Regions from separate parts of the Mus musculus genome. Here all the other regions are linked to region 1. A link is a contact called in public ChIA-PET, Hi-C and HiChIP or PLAC-seq data. All regions are on one chromosome and are shown on one strand. The core of a region is the stretch at or near the end of the contact, and the rest is flanking DNA. Distances in the headings are between cores, read along the strand shown. Region 1 holds the start of Rsrp1 (arginine/serine rich protein 1). Region 2 holds the start of Pdik1l (PDLIM1 interacting kinase 1 like). Region 3 holds the start of Ifnlr1 (interferon lambda receptor 1). Region 4 holds the start of Grhl3 (grainyhead like transcription factor 3). Region 5 holds the start of Zfp593 (zinc finger protein 593). Region 6 overlaps Nipal3 (NIPA-like domain containing 3). Region 7 overlaps Extl1 (exostosin-like glycosyltransferase 1).

What was found. Hi-C and Micro-C count contacts between places; a contact is called where the count stands out from the background. ChIA-PET counts read pairs in DNA pulled down with a chosen protein or histone mark. HiChIP or PLAC-seq counts read pairs in DNA pulled down with a chosen protein or histone mark.
Region 2: an RNA polymerase II ChIA-PET map of memory CD8 T cells shows a contact between it and region 1, with 32 read pairs. The contact joins the promoter of Pdik1l here to the promoter of Rsrp1 in region 1. A contact is called at or near these places in 1 of 39 promoter capture datasets (liver) and 4 of 115 datasets of contacts at active chromatin or transcription factors (bone marrow-derived macrophages, fetal liver, memory CD8 T cells and 1 more).
Region 3: a contact with region 1 is called in an H3K27ac HiChIP or PLAC-seq map of differentiating embryonic stem cells, with 4 times the contacts expected there. The contact joins the promoter of Ifnlr1 here to the promoter of Rsrp1 in region 1. A contact is called at or near these places in 1 of 39 promoter capture datasets (pre-B cells) and 4 of 115 datasets of contacts at active chromatin or transcription factors (bone marrow-derived dendritic cells, differentiating embryonic stem cells, embryonic stem cells and 1 more).
Region 4: an HNF4G HiChIP or PLAC-seq map of pancreatic cancer cells shows a contact between it and region 1. The contact joins the promoter of Grhl3 here to the promoter of Rsrp1 in region 1.
Region 5: a contact with region 1 is called in an RNA polymerase II ChIA-PET map of memory CD8 T cells, with 10 read pairs. The contact joins the promoter of Zfp593 here to the promoter of Rsrp1 in region 1. A contact is called at or near these places in 2 of 484 Hi-C or Micro-C datasets (embryonic stem cells and uterus), 2 of 115 datasets of contacts at active chromatin or transcription factors (memory CD8 T cells and microglia) and 1 of 9 other capture datasets (pancreatic islet).
Region 6: an RNA polymerase II ChIA-PET map of memory CD8 T cells shows a contact between it and region 1, with 11 read pairs. The contact joins the enhancer-like site here to the promoter of Rsrp1 in region 1. A contact is called at or near these places in 1 of 39 promoter capture datasets (hippocampal neurons), 5 of 115 datasets of contacts at active chromatin or transcription factors (acute myeloid leukemia, astrocytes, embryonic stem cells and 2 more) and 1 of 9 other capture datasets (embryonic stem cells).
Region 7: a contact with region 1 is called in a Hi-C map of CD8 T cells, with 4 times the contacts expected there. The contact joins the enhancer-like site here to the promoter of Rsrp1 in region 1. A contact is called at or near these places in 1 of 484 Hi-C or Micro-C datasets (CD8 T cells) and 3 of 115 datasets of contacts at active chromatin or transcription factors (bone marrow-derived macrophages, memory CD8 T cells and microglia).

The regions. Positions count from the first base shown.
Region 1 is chr4:134,922,314-134,925,013 of GRCm38.p6, forward strand. Rsrp1 (arginine/serine rich protein 1) reads left to right here and starts at 1,312. Exons shown (of 5, transcript NM_023665.3): 1 at 1,312-1,454; 2 at 1,562-2,169. The coding sequence starts at 1,614.
Region 2 is chr4:134,285,812-134,288,511 of GRCm38.p6, forward strand. Pdik1l (PDLIM1 interacting kinase 1 like) reads right to left here and starts at 1,442. Exons shown (of 3, transcript NM_001163794.1): 1 at 1,350-1,442.
Region 3 is chr4:135,685,187-135,687,891 of GRCm38.p6, forward strand. It overlaps Ifnlr1 (interferon lambda receptor 1), which reads left to right and starts at 1,271. Exons shown (of 7, transcript NM_174851.3): 1 at 1,271-1,413. The coding sequence starts at 1,356.
Region 4 is chr4:135,572,366-135,575,065 of GRCm38.p6, forward strand. Grhl3 (grainyhead like transcription factor 3) reads right to left here and starts at 1,267. Exons shown (of 16, transcript NM_001013756.2): 1 at 1,043-1,267. The coding sequence starts at 1,059. Gm30888 (a long non-coding RNA gene) reads left to right here and starts at 1,215. Exons shown (of 3, transcript XR_390832.2): 1 at 1,215-1,283.
Region 5 is chr4:134,244,268-134,246,967 of GRCm38.p6, forward strand. Zfp593 (zinc finger protein 593) reads right to left here and starts at 1,324. Exons shown (of 3, transcript NM_024215.2): 1 at 1,037-1,324; 2 at 758-820; 3 at 1-663. The coding sequence starts at 1,236. The coding sequence ends at 522. It overlaps E130218I03Rik (RIKEN cDNA E130218I03 gene), which reads left to right. Exons shown (of 5, transcript NR_040436.1): 3 at 1-146; 4 at 640-835; 5 at 1,156-1,606. It overlaps Gm30191 (predicted gene, 30191), which reads left to right and starts at 2,681. Exons shown (of 4, transcript NM_001372229.1): 1 at 2,681-2,700.
Region 6 is chr4:135,474,234-135,476,933 of GRCm38.p6, forward strand. It overlaps Nipal3 (NIPA-like domain containing 3), which reads right to left. Exons shown (of 12, transcript NM_028995.4): 6 at 91-236. Among named protein-coding and RNA genes, the nearest start is that of Nipal3, 19 kb to the right of the region's middle. Within about 2 kb of position 1,393, at least 14 of the 459 cell types and tissues checked have an H3K27ac peak or open chromatin away from gene starts, as enhancers often do. A contact at or near this core is called in memory CD8 T cells, where this site is marked.
Region 7 is chr4:134,356,209-134,358,908 of GRCm38.p6, forward strand. It overlaps Extl1 (exostosin-like glycosyltransferase 1), which reads right to left. Exons shown (of 11, transcript NM_019578.2): 10 at 1,770-1,938; 11 at 165-1,622. The coding sequence ends at 1,440. Among named protein-coding and RNA genes, the nearest start is that of Slc30a2, 15 kb to the left of the region's middle. Within about 2 kb of position 1,358, at least 71 of the 459 cell types and tissues checked have an H3K27ac peak or open chromatin away from gene starts, as enhancers often do. A contact at or near this core is called in CD8 T cells, where this site is marked.

The DNA of each region.
Region 1 (2,700 bases), core at 62-2,561:
AGTCCCACAAGCATTCTTTATTGCTGAGCCATCCTGGTGGCCACAGTAAGGTTTTTATTTCTTCACTTTCGCTGTATATTGGGGAAGGAGGAGGAAGGAGGCACGAACAAAGAGTCCTTATTTCTGTCATCTCCCTCTAAAATCCAGAGCTTCTGTAAAACCCTGCCTAATTTCTAAGAACACCATCTCCCAATATTGAAATAGCTATTTCGTTCAGTGCTGTTCACTTACCCACAGTTTTCAAGGTCAGATATGCCTCATGACATTGAGTGTTTGGAATTTGCCCTGGAAATAAGATTAAATGTCCTGTCCTAATCACACTTGTCTTAGAACAGACCTATCGGGCTCAGGAAATGGCTTACTATTAAGAGCACTTGCTGCATTGCCTAGCACAAAGTCTGGGTTCCCAACACCCCCATACTTGGTGGCCCACAATGGCTCTGTCTTCGGTGGCATCCTGTACACACAAATTACTCTCTCTCTCTCTCTCTCACACACACACACACACACACACACACACACACACACACAATCAAGGATCACTGTTGCTCCTCAAAGGTCAACTGTGGTCGTTGGAATTCCTGTCTCGACCTCAAATTACCTTAATTAGCTCAAACAAGGCCGTTAAAGCAGCCTTTCTAAATTAAAACTATATCTTCGGGGTCCAGGGATACCCCTCCCAATCTCCACCATAGGAGGAGCCAAGAAGGGAAGCTGGGCAGCGGCTGGGGGAGGGAGGGGACGACACATGACCCGGGGACGACCGAGGCACGGGAACCGACTTGTCCTCTGTGTCCTTGATCCAGCTTTTGAGCCGGCTAAATTCTTTGCTACCCTCTCCTTTTCCCGAATTTCAAAATCGAAAGCAGGAAAGGAAGCCAAACTAAACCAAACCAAACCAAACAAAGAAAAACAAAGTTGGGCGTGGTGGCGCAGACCCCCTAGCTGAGAAGCAGAGACATGGGGATTGCCGCGAGTTCGAGGCGTGACAGGGGTACACAGCTAGCTCCTGTCTCAAAAAAAAACTCAAGATCCAAAAGCAGCCAAGGACCCCACAAACAAACAAACAAAAAACCCTGAAGTAAACAAATCCTCAAAATACCCGGATGTAGAAGGCGGGCGGGAGTGGGGGATGGGGAGGAGGCGCGGCCGTTGGTGGAGTGACAACTGACGCGCATGCGTGTCTCCAAGGCGCAGCCAACATCGCTTGGCGATTGGACGAGAGTGGGACCCGCCCTTTCGCACGGATGTCTGTGCGCATGCTCGGCGCCAGCTTCCAGTATTTTCGATGCTGACGTCGCCACTAAGCTCAGTCCCAGTCTGGACTTTGGCAGTGGAGGTTCCTGTGCTCTCCGGTCGCTGGAATCGGGAACCTCGCCCGCTTCGGTTCCTGGTCGCAGAGAAAGGTGCCCGCTTGGCCTCTCTCGCCCTCGCGAGCTCTTCATCCGTTTAAGGTGAGTGGGGCCGCTTGGTCAGGGACCGGTTCGCCCTGGGGTGTCGCGCACGCGCACTGGGCACTGCGCGCCCCACCTGGATGATAGACTCTTGACTTTCTCTGTAGTTCCTAGACGCCGTTGCGTTTGCGGACCGATCTCCGTTTTCAGAAGGGAGCCATGTCCTCGGCCGCCATGTCTAAATACGTGAACGACATGTGGCCCGGCTCTCCGCAGGAGAAAGCCTCGCCGTCCACCTCGGGCTCGGGCCGCTCCAGCCGCCTGTCGTCGCGCTCCCGCAGCCGCTCTTCGTCCCGCAGCTCCCGACGCGACTCCCGCAGCTCTAGCCGCTCGTCCTCGCGCAGCCACAGCCGGCCGCGGAGGAGCAGACGGTCCCGATCCCGGTCCCGCAGGCGCCACCAGCGCAAGTACAGGCGCTACTCACGCTCGTACTCACGCAGCCGGTCGCGCTCCCGCAGCCACCGCTATCACCGCGACAGCCGTTACGAGCGGCCGCGGAGGTACTACAAGTCGCCGTCGCCCTACCGCTCCCGGAGCAGGTCGCGCTCCCGCGGGAGGTCGCAGCACCGGTGGTCGTACTACGCGATCACTAGAGGGCGGCGCTACTACGGCTTCGGCCGGACGGTGTACCCCGAGGATCGCCCCAGGTGGAGGGAAAGATCCAGAACCAGGTCGCGCAGCAGGAGTAGAACCCCATTTCGCCTGAGTGAGAAAGGTGCGTTTTATCAGGTTGAGGTTTGTGCCCTTGGTGGGGGTGGTGTTGGGGATTGAGTTCTGGACGCTTATCACCGAGCCACCTCCCCAGCTCCTCCCCGCGTTTAACTTCCTCAGCGCGCTGTGAGTCAGCCAGGGAGTCATGTGGTTGAGCAGTTTAGCTGGGATTTCGTAAGATTAGGCCCAGGACATCTTAACATCTAGGCCTGCGTTTGTTTTGGTGCTGGAAGTCTTTTGAGATTTCTTGAAGTGAGAGAGAGTTTTTTGTTTAGTTAGTAGTTAGGTAGAATATAGTTTCTCACGTATTTCCTTTCACCTTGTGAGTAAAGTCCATGCCGGATGTGACCGGTGCAGTAACCTGAACTAAAGTCCATTTATGGCTGTGGTGGTCAAGAGAGAGGAGGCTCACTCTTTCCTACTAGCTGGGTGAAGTCAAAACACATTTTTTTTTTTCATGATTTACTCAAAAATGGGTTTTGACTGGCCTTTCTGTTAAGTAACATGGCAATTTGATGTTACAAAGTAGGTAAGT
Region 2 (2,700 bases), core at 192-2,691, 640 kb before region 1:
GACCAAAAGTGGTCAAGATCACTTACTTATGTTTTGTTTGCAACAGTGTCTCAGGTAGCTCAGGCTACCCCTGAATTTACTATATAGCAGGGAATGACCCTAATCTCCTGCTTCCACCTTCCAAAAACTAGGGTTATAGACCTGCACCAGCATGCTTAGTTATTTGTTTCTTACAAAATGGGCACAAATAAAGTTTTTGCAGAGCTGTTCCCTCAAAATGAAGTAAGTCAACTACCTTTTTATCGTTGTTTAGCATAGTTATTTAATTCTAGGTCTTTTCTGGCCAAAGGGGGAGCATCCTATACATCACAGGGAATCCTCTGACAAAGTCCTTTGGCGCTGTACCTTGAGAAATCATTTAAAGGCAAGCTGGAGCACAGGCCCCACAGAGAAATGTTCTTTTGAGTGGAGAGTCTGCAGTACGCTCCCTCACTCACTGTCACTGTCTTCGCCGGCCAGGAAGAGTAAGATTGTATTTACATTGCACAACCAGGTAAACAAAGTGACTGCCCCGGGAACCGGAGACTCCCGGAACGACTACTTTAAGTTCATTGGCCAGATTTAAAAGAAAATGACTGTTCCTGAGGTTTGCCCTGAGTTACTTCCTTGTATTGGTCGCCTACCCTTCAATTTCTTCCTGGATTCCCCAATGTCAGGTTTCCTGTCACCGGGCGGGCCATTCTGTCCTGCTCTGTGCTGATTCCCGGTTACTAGGCACTTCCAAGTGACTCTTTTCTCTGCAGCGGTCCCCTGTCCTCTCCCACTTGCCAGAGGTCCCCCCCCCCAAGGAAGAACGCCTTCCTTGCATAAGAAAGGACGGTGTCTATCAAATCCTTGGGGTCCTGGCTGGAGAGACGCCCTGCTGAAGCATCCTTCGAGAACCCGAGCGCCTTACGATGGCACGTCCCGGACCCTCCTGCCTGCCTGCCTGCCATTCTCCCTCCGGGGCTGGGCACCGGCGGCTTGGACATGCACCTGCTGGTGCCGGGGACGGGGACAAGTAAGGCCAGCGGTGCTCGCTCTGTCGCCGAGGCGCGCTCACTGGCCAAGCAGCAAGCTCACTCCGGGCGGCCGTCCCTGGAAACCCCGAGGGACCCTCCCGTGGCCCCTGAGCGGGCCTCGCAGTCGCTTCAACTCCTGGCGGCTGCAGCCTAGGGGACCGGACTCCGGGAGTGGCCCGGGCGGGAACGGAGGCCGCAGTCCCCGGCCGGTGGCCGGCGCAGCACCGGGCCTTCCCGGGGATGACTCCACTGAGAGGTCCGTGACAGGCCTGCTGGGGACAGAGACACATGCAGGGAGACCGGTTCTGACTGCGGGGCATCCGTGGCACGGCGAAGGGCCAGGTTTACCTCAGGGCAGCCGCCGCCGCTTCTCCCTCTCATGAGCTCTGCAGGCCGCCATTATCGCGCAGCTCGCGCCCTCGGCCGCGGCGGCCTCCAGTCAGAAGCCGGCGCGCGCCCCCGTGGTGCGCGGACACACCCCCTCACGCCGGGCCCCGCCCCCTCCGGCTTGCCGTAGCGCGCGTGCGCAAGCCGAGCGCCGCCTGCTGCCGGGCGAGCGCCCGCCTCTCCTCCGCGGGCTCTGGCCATTGCGCTCCGTCGCTGCCCTGGCGCGGCGCACAGCCGAGCGTTTCCAGCGGTGTGCGCGCTGCAGAGCGGACCAATGCTGCCCTGCAGGGGTGGCGGCAGGGGACGGTCGCCCTCAGCCGCAGCGGGGGGCGCGTCCCGGGACCCCAGAGAAGCTGCGGCCGCTGGCCCGAGCCGGCGGTGCTCGTGCCCCGTGGCGGGCTACGCTGCCCGCCCTCTTCAGACCTACCGAGCGGCGGGCTGGAGCGCGCGGTTCGCTGGGGCCGGATGCCCGGTGCATCTTCCTCGCTGGTGGCGGGACTGGGCGGCGGGTCCGTGGGGAGGCGCGGCCAGTGCTGGGAGGCTGGCTGCACCTACGTTCCGAGGCACCGAGCTGTGTTTGCGGGTGGCACAATGGCCCAGGCAGCGACGCGGGCCTGGGTGCGATCATCTGGGAGGATGCTGTCCCCTGCCCCACCGGCGCGGTGGTATCTCCCTTAAAGAAGCCGGAACCTCATTGTTCCCGGCCTTGAGGATCGGGGCGTCCTGCTGGGTGAGAGAGAGGGTGTGGCCTACCTGGCTGCGGCGCGCAGCCTAGCTGGCCTGAACCGGAGTTGGGACCCATTTTAGGCGGGTGTACGGACACAAAACAGGTCTCCTAGGACTGCAGTCCCCCGGAGTTCTTCAAATACGTGCACAAAACCTTTCAAATGCCCCCAGCAGTTGTCAGTCATAACCCTGAGTTGCCCTGAGATCGGGGTGACAGTCACTTGGAAACCAGGACCAACTGGCCGGCCCGTCGTTAGTTACACAGATTGAGTAAGCATCTGCCAGAAACGCCCATTCTTTTCTTTATTATTCTGTACCTACTGCTTGTTAGTAAGGTTGATCCTGCCTTCATTGCCCCCTAAGCATCTCAGTGCCTCCAGGATCATCCTTTGTCATCTGCTTATGAAACTAATATTTGGGGTCTGGGCAACTTTCTATATAATCTGAACCATATTCCAAAAGTAAAGACCTTACTACTGACCCTGCTGCTTTCATAGGCGAGGAAACCAACACCTGCCACATTGACCAAAAGTTGTCTTCCTAGAACACCCACTCGCACCCTAGTGTAACGTCCTCCAGCCCCTCC
Region 3 (2,705 bases), core at 21-2,520, 760 kb after region 1:
AAATGGTACAGGACACAAACCTTTCCTTTTCTGATATGTGAGCTTACAGGCGGGCAGACTACCTGTAACTTTCAACCCTAGAACACACTGACAATACCTAGAGAAGCAGACACCAGCTGCTAGGCAGAGGAAAAAGGGGCCTAGAGCCCCTCCACCATCTCTGACGAGCCCTAAACACACCTTATACTGAAAATGGATCATAATGATTGATTTCTTACATAGCCAAGGTTAACCTTGAACTCCTGGTCCCCCAACCTCTATCAACCCAGGGCTGGGATTGCAGGTGTGTACCTTAAAAAGCTCATAATTTTAGGATGTGTTTTTGTGCTTCTCGAATGTAGTTTAAAAAATCCCAGACACCTCTTGTTGTGCTGGGCCTGAACAGAGCAGAGTTTAAAAAAAAAATCAAATCAAAATAACTCGAGTTAAAGTTGGGTCCCCAGACAGAAACTAAGCTGTCTATTGAATCCCCCAGGAGATCAAGAGAAACCTGAGCTAATGGCCTGCTTTCCAAAAGTCCAGCTTTTGTTCTTTTTCTATCTTGTATGTATTCTGCAACAATTCCATAGAGATATCAATGTACCTATGTGGTATCCACCCCAACTCCCCATTCGCACTCCGTGCAGGCAAAATGCAGAAGATGAAGTCCATAACCCTTAATCCTTACACACAAAAGGACACACACACACACACACACACACACACACACACACACACACACACGTTGTTGTCCTAGCCTTGTCCCGACTCTACCTATAAGGAGAGTAATTTAGAAAGATCCCGCTTCCCCTTCCGTGGTTTCGCAGGTTTCTGGTTTCGGCCCTTCTGTTTACAAAACCAGCGTTTCCCACTTGGCTAGTTAGAATGGTTTGTGTGGTGGAATGAAGTGTCCCCTGCTCCAGGATAGAAAACAAAGCCTGAAGCGATGTCCTTTCTGGTTAGTAGCGACACAGACCGCGTTGCAGCTTAGGACAGCCTCCTCCAAGCTTTTACCGCGATGTAGGCGGGGAGTAACAAGCCTGCCGGGAATTCCTGCAGAAACTCAGTAAGAAACTCGCAAGACAGGCTGGGTGCCATCCCCCGCTCCGCCTGCAAAACGGGAGTCTTGCCAGTCTCCTCGAACTCTACCCTAGGTGCTATTTACTCCTCAACGGAACCCCAGAACTGGATTTCTTGTCTGATTTTTAAAAAATGTTACTGAGAGCCCCGCCCCCACCCACGGCAGGCGACGCGGGGCAGCCCTAGGTGAATCCCCACCGGTGGCACCGCCGGAGGCTCCTCCTCCCTGGGCCGCCGCCCTTGTCACCTGCCGCCCAGGGGCCTTGCGGCGGGCGGCGGGGACCCCAGGGACCGAAATGTGGCGGGCCGACCGGTGGGCGCCCCTACTCCTGTTCCTGTTGCAGAGCGCCCTAGGTAAGTACGGACCGCGGGGACCGCGGGGACCGCGAAGATGTGCCACCCACCCGAGGTCCCGAGAGGGGACTTGGTGCTGGGCCTCAGGGATTCTGTACACTTGCCGCGGGTTTGCTTGGTCCCAGAGTGAAACAATCCTGAGCTTGGACGGCCTTTTCTGGACGAAAGGATCCCGGTTTCCTTATTCCAGGCAGGGCCGGGAGTTCCAGGCACAGACACCGGAAAGCGTTGACTGTATTTGTTGACCGAATCCCAGAGTGCATACCTGATTGACACTTTTAATAGGGGACATACAGGAGCTGCCGGGATCCAGCTCTGGTTGATCTGGTCCCTGCTAGGAGACTCTTTAACGGGGCATTTTCTCTCTTTGTCTTTCATCTGGTAAGACAGCGGGGCACAGAATACCCGAGGCCAGGACCCAAGCACCGAACCCCAATTTTCCACTCATCAACTTCCCCAGGGAGGAAGCCATGGGCATACTTCAGAGTCCTAGACGCAGTCAAAGGAGCAGGAAGGGTTCTTAGAGCCGATAAACAATCATAAACGTTCATATTATTTTTGGTTGCTTCTTTGTCCTGGCCACTGTGTTCTCCTTAAGGTTTTCAACCCAGCTGCTCTAAGTGGTAGACAGTCATCATTTTTAAGTGAGGGAAACTGAGGCTCAGAGCACTTCATAGGTTGCTTTAGAAGTACCCCAGAGGGGCACACACAGGGCAGAGGAATAAGGCTGAGCCCTAGGTTTGCCCATGACCAGTGCTGCCCCTGCCCTGAGCGAGCTCACAGCTCTGTAGCAGTGTTTTTGAGTTAACGAGGGTCTTGGGGGACACGGGATTATGTTCCATCCCTGACACAAACTGGTTTAGTTAACATTGATCTCTGAGCCGTGTCTCTTTGATGATGGCTGTGGGTAACACCTTGCCCCAAGGGGTAGTCTGTCCTGAGGACTGAATGACATTTTATACAGTGCTATACCAGTCCCTGGAACCCTTGAAGACTCTGTGAAGTGTGGCAACTCTGAACTGTGACTTTCCCCATGTGGCCAAGCTCAAACTTTGGGCCTGTCCTGCTCATGGATGGCTCACGGATGGCTTAAAACTAAGGGGCTTACATACAGAGTGGCCTCTTGCTAGACAAACTGGAAGCTGGGTTTAACTGCGGTGTCTCAATTATGCACCTTCAGGGCACAGGACAGGAGAGAAAAAGACACCCACATCTGGGGTCAAAAATGAGGGGGCAGCCCTGGCGTGAGCTTGAGCTGAGAGAATCATGTAGACTTGGGCTTACCTTGCCTG
Region 4 (2,700 bases), core at 17-2,516, 650 kb after region 1:
TCTTAACCTGCTGAGGAAAAGCTCCAAAGAGAGAGACAGAGAAGGGGAGGAAACAACAAGAGGGTCACTGCTAAAGAGGGGAGAAAGGGGAAGTCTGTTTCTTTCCTGCTAGCTCCTTGCCCACAACTTAAAGCGACTCACACCCTCGACTTCTGTCTTCTCCAACATCTGTACCTGATACTGAGGCTGAGAGTGAGGTCAGCGTCAGCCAGTCAAGGGATTCTAGATCCCAGATGTGGGCAGGAATGCACCTGCCTCTCGCCAGACAACACAGATGACCTCACCAAAATCTAGTCCTCGGCTTCCCCAGCGTTAGCACTGCCTCTGGATAAAACTGACCACAATTTATTGAACGCAACTTCAGACCCCTTTCTCTTTGGTAAGCATTTTTACAGCTTTCAGCACACCTAAGAACTCTACAAAGTTCTCTTGTTCCAAATTTCCAAATCAGGAAAATGAAGCTCAGATAAGTCCAACGACTTTTTAAGAATGAACAGCGGAGGAGAGACGGAGCCTGGGTTTGAACCTAAGGAAAGCCACTACAGAGCCCATGTATACAGCCATTACACTATAGTAGCCAGATCGCTTGGGACTGTTCCAACTCAACATAAAGGACCTTTAGAGAAACTCAACTCTTTGCATAAGACAGCTCTGAGAACCACCTCCAAGACGTTCCCTTTGGCAAGAGGAGAGAAAGCTTCCCTGGGGCGGGAGTGTCTCTGATTTCCAAGGCACCTCCAGAGTATCAAAAAGCGATGCCAAGATTCACGGTTTCAGGCAGCCCGGGTGTTTGCCTTCCTCGAAACTGCTCAGCACAGAGAGAAAGAAAAACTATTTTCCCAGGGAAACAGTCAGCTCTAGATAGAGAGCTGAACGTGCCTCAACACGCTAAGGCAGGATCGTCAGCCCATTCATTCACCCTTACAAATTGCCGTGTGAATCCGGGCGCCCGGCCTCCCTTGCTCTTCCCTCTGCAGGGAATCCCAGCCAGCCTCGGTGTGCTGGGGAGGCCGGGAGGCCAGACATCCGTGGCTTTACTCACTCAAGTTCATTCGACATCTTCCTTCTCCGAGGTTCCAGCGATCCGTCTCTGGTTGGCTCGCAGGCGCTGCTGACCACTCGTCTCTTAATTCTCCTCTGACACAGACATTCCCTTCCTGCCCGGGGAAGCGTTTGCTCTACGTTGCGCTTTGGATGTTGAGATTTTGCTGACAGCGGTCCCCGGCTGCGGTGGCGCTGATTGGCTGGAAGCACAGGTGCCGACTGCAGCTAGACCACAGCAGGTGCAGATGTTAACTTTTGGCCCACCAGCAGGGGCGGAGCTCCGGGGGGCTGACTGGGTGGAGCCGGCCAATTCCTTCTTAGCTGAGGGGGTGAGGGGGTGGAGACGAGGGAAAAGGGAGGAGACAAACGTTGGGAAGGAACGGGAGAACTAGAGGAAAAATACAGACAGGTACTTGGCTCAAAGGGAAATCTCTGTCCATCTCATCGCTCGGATCCTGGATCCCACAAACATCTCCCCACAGACACCATATCTCTTTATAGTCACCTTCTCTACCCGGAAAATTTCACGGAAGAGAGCAGGTAGCTCTCTGTGAGTCCCCTCTCTTTTCTCCAGAACTTTCCCCTTCGGGTAACAAACACCACAGGTTCTAGTCTTGTTAGCTAAGTGATTTCTTCCTATTCTCCCAGTAACCAGCTAGGAAGGACTTTCTGTCAACTCTCCCTTCCACCCCAACCAACCCCATGCCCTCTACAGGTGATCGAGGAAATGTAGGTTGGAGAGGCAGGGTGCCTTGCCTAAGGGTGAGAGCCAGTGTCAGAGACCCGTTCAGTCATCTGGGAGACTAGCTACTCCTTGAGTTGAAGTTGGTGGCCTCAGTTGACAGGGGACATTTACTAAGTACCGAGTGTGCAAGGTCTCCTCGCTCTGGGTTCTGGGGCAATAGCGGGGAAAGAAAATGCTGGTTTCTATTCAGGAGGAGCCCCCCCTCCCCCAATGTGCATGAGTGTGTGTGTGTGTGTGTGTGTGTGTGTGAGAGAGAGAGAGAGAGAGAGAGAGAGAGAGAGAGAGAGATGGGGTGGGGAATCAGGGAATTAGGGCAGGGCAGCCTTTCATCTTGTGCGATGCCAATCTGAACGGGATGTGGGCAGACCACATGCCTCTGGCCAGCCCAGAAAGGATGGAAAAGTTGAAGGTGGTTGCCTCAGGAGTCTTAGCTGGCCAGTACACTGTAAGTGCTCTGTGCTAGGCACTCAGGAGATGCCTCTTAGGCGAGGGGATGGTGGGGGATGGGCTATGAACAACCTAGGGTGGTCATCCCCAAATGCCCACAAGTACCAGCAGAAACAGAGAGCTTCCATGGGGTTCATAGGAAAAGAGATCTAAGCTGCGAATCTTGGAATCTCATGCTTACTCTTTTACCAATACCCTCAGCCCCGCCCCCATGCCCACTCTCCCCATCCCCCACTCTCCCAACCATCCCCCCCCACTCCACCCCCAGTTCATTGCTCATTCTTCCTGGGTACCTCACCTTGAGCGTTCCTCTGGAGGAAAGGTGACTTTACCCTGAGAAGCCCTATCTGATAACTCAGGAGGGCCTGCTTAGGATGGGCTACCGGGCTTGAAGACTGATCGGAGTCCTTTCCCATTGGAATCTGTTTGAGGGCTACCCCTAAGGAGCCCTGAGGTTAGCTAAG
Region 5 (2,700 bases), core at 74-2,573, 680 kb before region 1:
CGGAGTCCCCTGGTTGGGATTGTGGCTACATTGTTGGCTGTCCTCGGGTTAGGTGGCTCCTGCTATGCAGTATGGAAGATGGTGAAGCAGCGGCAACCATCACAGGCCCCGTGATGAGGCGGGTAGCCTCTCGCCCAGGCTTGGAGGTAGGCGATTCAGGGGAGGGGGCTGCAATATCCGAATCCCACTTTTTTCCCCTTGGGGATTAGTCTCAGCCATCGCTAGATCCTACTCCCAAGTTTTACGCTGTACCTAGCCAGACTCCAGCCTAGATCCAAAGAAGCAGGGGGAGGATACCCGTTCCAAAGCTGGACCTAGTAGGGAGTAGACATCTTGGCCCAGAAACCCCTGGTAAGGGAAGTTAGTATCGGAGGTGTGCCCTCTTGTCCAGGTCCTTTATTTTGGGCAGAACACCCGGAAGAGAGCATCTCCGCAAACCGGAAATCCAAAATACACACTCTCAGCTTGGCTGATGAACCACTGCCCATGGGCAGTTCCTCTGCCCTGCATCCTTAGGCCACTCAGGTGGACGTGTCCATCTCAGGGATATCAGTGGACACTTCTGTGGGCACGCCCAGCCGCTGGGGTTGAACATACGAGCCCATGCCCGCTGCCCTCTCAGCTTCTTCCTGACTGTAGGGTTCGACACTCAGCTGCTTCAGCCTGGGAAAAAGAAGAGTTGGAGATCGGAGCTCACCGAGTGCAAACCCTTCCTGCATGGCACCCATCCGCCAGTCCTCTACTGACCCCTCCATACCTTTTCTTGTGGTCTTTGGATCGGAAATGGGTCTTCAGGTTGGCTGAATCGATGAAGTACCTCCTGCAGGAATGTAGGGTGAGGGAAAGAGTGAAGGGGTGAGGTCTCTCACACCTCCCTGGCCCTAGCTCGTTCCCAGACATCGGATTCTGAACCCGAAGTGATAAGTGGCGGGTTGACCCAGGGATCCCAAGACAGAACCTTCTAGCGGCTCGCGGCCCGGACCTCGCTGCCCCTAGCTAGTACCTCAGACCCTGCTCCTCCCCAGGCTGGACTCACGCGCAAGCCAGACAGCGATGCAGGCCGCCCCCTGGCAGGTCCGGGTCGGGCTCCGCGTCCGGCTCCGGCTTGGGCCGCGGGAGCCCCTGCGGCCTCAGCTCGCGATGAATCTCATCCAGGTCCGGCCGCCGCTTCTTGGCCTTCATCTGGCGGGCTAAGGAATGTGCTCGGTGCGCGCCGGTCCGCCGAGAGCGACCCATGATCAGAGAGACACCCACACACAAGACCAAGAAACAGGGAGTAGGGAAAAGACCCACACGTGTTGGCGCTTCCGGGCCGCCCAGTGACGTCACGAGAGGCCCGCCCGGGGGCGGAGCAGGATTGGACAGACTGCCTCTGATGACGTCACGGTCGGGTTGGCCGTTTGAGCGCCCCCAGATGGTCGTCGATGATAGTGACTGGGCTCTCGCGGGGCGTGAGCGGGCTTGAGGGGAGCCGGTCCCACTATTCTGCCCGCCCCATCCTCACTTGCCGGTTTCCACACCCCGAATTTCAGTGGTAGGGGATGCTTTTAACGTCTCTGGAAGCACTGTTGCTTGTGCCATGAATAAATTACTTCATAAATGAGAATTAGTGTGGAATCATGGATGGGTCACCCAGAGATACCCCTAGGTTCTAACAAAGAGCCTTGTTCTCCTCACCTACCCCCCACTGGCGTTTCATTTTACATCTCTCCTCTGTTCTCCCTCCCCCACTCTCAAGCAAATTCCTGGGGCAAAAAGCAGAAAATTGTTTCACAAAGAATCTACCACCTAAGGGGTCTGTCCTTGAAGAGTGCTCAGCTCTTTTTACAAAAAGAGCTTTTTGTCTGTTGTTGGTTGGTTGGTTGGCTGCTTGCTTGCTTGGTTCTTCAGAACTGGGGTTGGTGTCCAGGGCTTCATATAATCCAGGCAGGCAGTCTAACAGAGGAGTTTGGGGTGGGGCACCACATCACTAGCCCAAGAGGAAATGTCCCTAGAAGAAGCCCCCCACCTTTGCTTTCTTTCTTTATGCCCAGGGAGGGCTGGCAGGAAAGGGGGAAATGACCAAGAAATGGTGCCTCTGCTCATCTTGGCCTGGTGCCTCTCAGGCTGGCCAGAGCCAGCTCCACTATATGGGGGCAGAGGACCTCAGCAATAATTAAGCATTCTGGCTCTTTGGAACCAGTTGCCAGGAAACAGGGAGTGAGGCACGTGCATCCCTGGGGAGAACAGGTTTCTAGGCCAGACCCGAAGTGAAATGGAAGCCCAGCGTGCTGACTGGAGGTCTGGGATCTTCCAACTCCAACTTATGAGGACTGGGTAGACACAGGGTGGGACCCTGATGAGGACCCAGCTAGAATGGCAGCGATCACAGGATGCATAGGTATGGCTCCTGGACTCAAGACTCCACTCAAGTGGAAAACTTTTTCTACAGCTATTGAGCCGCCATCAGTATTCCCGACTGCAGGCAGAAAAATGGACTCTCCAAAAAGCTGACTTTATTAACTTTGGCCAATTTGGGTCAAGACTTGGGGCTGAAATGGCACAAGCCTGCCCCAACCTCAGAATCCGTGGGATCAAGTTTACCTGCCTGGCACTGTGCCAGCTGGGGAGACTGGTGCATCTTTCATGAAGTCACCGGATCCCGGGGACAGGCTCTTGGTTCTTCCAAGTTTCTGGGACCAGAGCCACTGGTGCCCACTG
Region 6 (2,700 bases), core at 143-2,642, 550 kb after region 1:
CCTCGGTGATCCCAACCGCTGGTCCCCTCCCGGGGACCAACCGCTGGGACCTGACTCCTGTCCAAGCAAAAGGATGTCACCGTCACTTACCATGTACAGGAGAAACGGCCAGCTCACAAGGTGCCTGGCGATGTTCTCGCCTGTCATCTTCTCATGACTGTTGGGTGCAAATGTCACTAGCAGGTAGGTGCCCACGATGGCCAAGCCGCAGCCAACAAAGGACAAGACATAGCGTCCTGTGCGGAAGCAGGGAGAATTGGTCAGAGCCTCGGGCATGGCTCAGGTGCATCGGAGAGGTCTTAGCAAGTCAGGGCAGTTTTTGCCTGTGTGCTGGCTACTTTTAGGTCAACTTGACACAAGCTAGAGTCATCTGAAGTGGGGGAACCTCAATTGAGAAATGCCTCAGTAGGATCTGTCTGTTGGCAGACTTGTAGGCATTTTCTTAATTGCAGATTGATGGGGAGGGCCTAGCCCACTGTGGGTGGGGCTTGTGGTTCTATAAGACAGCAGGGCTGTAAGCAGCACTAATGAGTCCTGGTGCCTTCAGAGATGAGAGGGAATTAGATCCCCTGGAACTGGAGTTATAGACAGTTGTGATCCACCATGTGGGTGCCAGGGATTGAATCCAGGTCCTCTGCAAGAACACCAAGTGCTCTTAACCACTGAGCATTTTGTCCAGGTCCCCTTAATGTATGTGTGTTTTACAGATTGTTCTCTTACTTGATTTGAATCATTTTACAAAAACTTTTAAAACTTTATTTTGTGTGTGTGTTTTGCCTATACAGAGTTACAGATGGTTGTGAGCTGTCACATGGGTGCTTAAAACCAACCCCAGGTCCTCTGCAAGAGCAGCCAGTGCTCTTAACCACTGAGCCATCCCTCCAGCCCGTTATTTTAAGATTTATTTTTATTTATGTGAATGTGTGTGTATTTGTATGCTGCCTTTGTGAAGTCACAGATATGTGATATCATGCCTGGAGCGTTTTTATAATGCTATTGGGGGAGGTACATCAGAGCCTCTTCACACATGCGCATCATGAACTTTGTGCACATTCATTCCCTTAAATGCCATTCTAAAAACCTTAACTAAACCAGCTGTGTGGCACACACCTTTAATTCCAGCACTTGGGAGGCAGAGGAAGGAGGATCTCTGAGTTCGAGACCAGCCTGGTCTACAGAGTGAGTTCCAGGACAGCCAGGGCTATACAGGAAAAAATAAAAAAAAACTGTCATGGAAAACTAACTAACCAACCAACTAAACCCAAACCAAAAACCAAACCAAACCTTAACAAAACTCTGATGAAGGTCGCATGTGCTCATTCACACAGGAAGTGCTAGAGGGAGTCTTGAAGTGAGCAGGGGTACCACACCCATATCCCCAGCACCCAAGTCAGGAAAGGAGACATCAGGAGTGTCCCAGTTCCCACAGCCTGCCACAGGGTAGCATGGCCCCTGAGCAGTGACACTGCTCACTGAGGTTTGAGTGACACTGAGGGTGTCAACTGCTTTGGCTTTTTGTTGTTGTTGTTTTTGGTGTTTTGGTTTTTTTTTTTTTTTTTTTTCGAGACAGGGTTTCTCTGTATAGCCCTGGTTTTCCTGGAACTCACTCTGTAGACCAGGCTGGCCTCAAACTCAGAAATCTGCCTGCCTGTGCCTCCCAAGTGCTGGGATTAAAGGCATGCGCCATCACTGCCTGGCTGTTTTGGCTTTCGGTAGACATGGACCTGTGGGGTCTCTTTGGGTCACTCAGCAGGTGTTTGTGAGGCCCATCTGTGTCCTGTGCCAACTGGGTTCATTCACTCTTGCCTGCCTAGCAGTGGGCCATGTGACAGCGACTGTTCTGCTGGGCCCTGTCTGCAGCCTTGGGTTGTATAGACTATGCCCCAACCATAAAGTTATTTCATTGCTACTTCATATTGTAATATTGCTATTGTTATGAATTGTGCTGTAAACAACTGACATGCAGGCTAACTGATATGTGACCTCTGTGAAAAGGTCATTTGACCCCACAGGTTGAGAACCCCAGTGTAAGGGTTCTGTTTGTGTTCTTGGTTACTCTTATGGTATACTCTTAATGTCTTGTAGCCATTCTGGGGGCGGGTGGGGACTAAGTTCACCTTTAGGTTTTCCAGTACTGGGAGTGGAACCAGAACCTTGAGCACTGGGCAAGCTCTCCCACTGAGCCCAAGCCCCTGCACGGTGGTTCTTATGTGCATTTGAGAGGGAAGTTCCAACCTAGAATCCCTCTGTGGGCAAGCTAAGAAGGAAATAAAACTCCTAAAGCAAACAAAGGGTAACTTTTAAGAGGGACTTTGTCCCTTTCCAACCTCTATTTAACCTGCTCTTAAGGATCACCTTTAGGGCTATTGTTAGTCTGCCCTGAGGCCTCCTGGGGACCATCAATGGGACCCAGGACAGAGTGGAGGCTAAGAGACCTATGTTTCTTCCCTGGTGGCCTATCATACTCCAATGGGGAAGGTCCAGCTCAGACTTGGCCAGCTGTGGGCTAGCACACACTGCACTCACGTTAGACTACGGTCTCCTGAGAGCAGTGCTCCAGGCCCTACTGACACCCCCATGACACAGTGTGACTGGTGTCCAGTGGAGGGACCTCGATTGACACTAAAGCCCCTTGATCTACGGAGTCCATGTTTCTCAGTTGGTCAGGATTATCTATAAACAAATTAAACATGGGACTTC
Region 7 (2,700 bases), core at 108-2,607, 570 kb before region 1:
GTGGCCGAAGCCATCAAAGAAGGAAAACACCCGATACCTTGGGCTGGGTTAGACCCCCCACCCTCACTGTCTGAAGTCACCCCAGTTCCATGCCACGCCCCTCGCTGACCCTGAGCGCCCTGCCACACAGGGCAGCTGCTGTAAGCGTATTTATAGCCCGGGCGTGAGTGGGCAAGGACACGTGCTTTATTTCGGAAGCGATAATTCCAGTTCCAGGTGGACGAACCCAGGAAAAGCAGCCTCCCCTCCCCTACTCCACTCTCACCTACAGGATGCTGAGGACAGCCCTCTTCCTGGCGACCAGCCCATCTGCCAACAGCCCAAGTTTGCAGGCCAACGTGGAGTTCTGTCGTATTCCTTGCATGTTTTCATCCTGGGGTCTGCACACACCAGTGACCCTCTAGCTCGACATTTTATCCGTAGTCTTTAACTCCATTCAGTCAGGCATTGTGGCTCACACCTGTAACTCTAACACTTGGGAAACTGAGGCAGTAAGACTGCAGTGAGTTCCAAGCCAGCCTGGGTTACAGACTGGGACCTTGTCTTGCCTCCTCCTCCCCTCCTGACCCCCCCCAAGTTCAAGAGGCAGCCAGGTGTAGTGCATGAATTTAATCTCAGCACCCTGGGAAGCAAAAGTCAGGTGGATCTCTGTGAATTTGAGGCTAGTCTGGCATACAGTGCGAGTTCCAGGACAGCCAGGACTACCCAGAGAAACCCTTACTTGAAAAACAAAAACAAACAAACAAACAACAAAATGTCAAGCAAAACCAAACTCCATTCCTTTGAAGGGAGAGTAGTGCAGCAGCTGACCTCTAGTGGTCAAGATTGGTAGTGCAGTGCTGCTAGTCACCCAAGATCCCGGGTCTGCCGAGACACCGAATCCTCTGGTTATCTTCGACTCCTGGCCTCTTTGTTCACGCTTGATTGAGTCTGGAAATCCTGGTGTGTGCTTTGTACCGGGACCAGGAACTCCAGAGTAAGGGGCAGCGTTATGTCTTGTGCACATTCTGCCCGTGTTCCACCACGCATGCCACCAGTTAATACTCTTGCAGCTATTGCTCAAATATTTACAGTGCACCTGCCAGACCAAAGAGATGAGAGCAGGACTCCGCCCTACGGAGCTTGCAGGCCGGCCCTGGGGCCTCGTGATGTGCTCAAGGCCACTCGGCGTGAATCGTGCGAGGACTTCGAGATCACCAAGGAGGTGAGTGCAGGTCTGACAGACATAGGTCGACCAGGCAGAGATGCAGAGAAAGGCATTTCAGGGAACAGGATCAGCCTGTACACCGGCCTGTGCGAAACGTGCCAAACGCAACCCCACTGCAGCTGGAGAAGGCCCCGGCCCTCAGGGATCCCTGTAGCGATTGGCCAACCGGGACAGGACTTTGATCCATCTCTGTTGGTTCTCTCGTGTCTAGCAGACAGGTGCAGTGCCTCGCCTATGGCTTCTCTAGACTGCGATACTTCTTGCGTTGCACCGATACCGGGTCCTTGAACAACACCGGATCCAGACGCACTTGAGAGGAAACCAGAGGCATGTGGCCGAACCCTGCTGCTAAACGGTTGATGCAGTCCTGATCCAGGGGCTGAGGCTCCGGCACTGGTCGTGGATCCCCAGAATCCTAAGAGGTGAGAGGGAAACGTGTCCGTGAGGTTGGTTTTTTTATGAACCCTCACGCTGCTGCAACAAGATTTGGATTAGAGAGTGAAGAGGCTCCGCCCTCTTTTCCTTCCCCATCAGGGCTTTCCAGCCCCTGGAGTCGCCTCACCATTGGCACAGCCTCCGGGTGCTGCCTCCCATAAGGCACCTTGATAGGGGGCAGTTTGGTGACGGTGGCTACCAGGAAGTTCATCAGGACGTCAACACAGGTGGGAGTCTCATCAGCTATGGTCCTCAGGGCCTTAGGCAGGGAGTGGGTGAAGAGGGTGTGGTAGTACCTGTAAGATACATGGTAAGCCTTAGGCTGGGGGGTGGGGGGGATGCAGGCCTCATTCATTTCCCTATCTTTGACCCCAGACCCCAAGTTCCAAGACCTGTACCCCATCCCCTAGCTCCTCTCCCAGGGTGCTCCCACCCTGGGCATGACCCTTCTCCATGTGCCCTGTGATTTAGGGGTTGGGCAATGATTGTGAATTCCTCCAGTCTCTCCGGGCGGCCCTCTTTCTGTGTTCCCAAGTCTGAACTCTGACAGAGATGACTTGATGATGTGTCTGTGGGGGGGGGGGGGGTAGGGGGTGCAAGGTAGTTCCAAGCCACCAAACATGGCTACCCAAAACCCAGATTCAGGGGGGCTATGTACCAGCTAGGCCCACTCTGTACACATGAGGGTTATCCCCTGTTCTGAGGGCTCCATGCAGAGCCCCTGGGGGAAAAACATCTACAAAAAGTTCCATGATATCTGGATAAAGTTCAAACAGATTAAAGACCCGCTTTCCAGAGGCCCCAGAAGCCAGGCCTGGTGGGAAACAGCACCTGTAAACTCTGCACTTGGGAGACAAGAGCAGAAGATGGCATGCCTGAGATCAGCTTGGGCTACATAGCGAGGCCCTGTCCCCGAGTCAGGGTTCCATGATCCCCAGGGCTGACCTCAAACTCACTATTCCACTGACATTGACCTTGAACTCCTAATCTTCCTGCTTCCACCTGCCCAGTGTTAGGATTACAGATGTGCGGTTTCAGCGTTAAGGTTAGAACCCAAG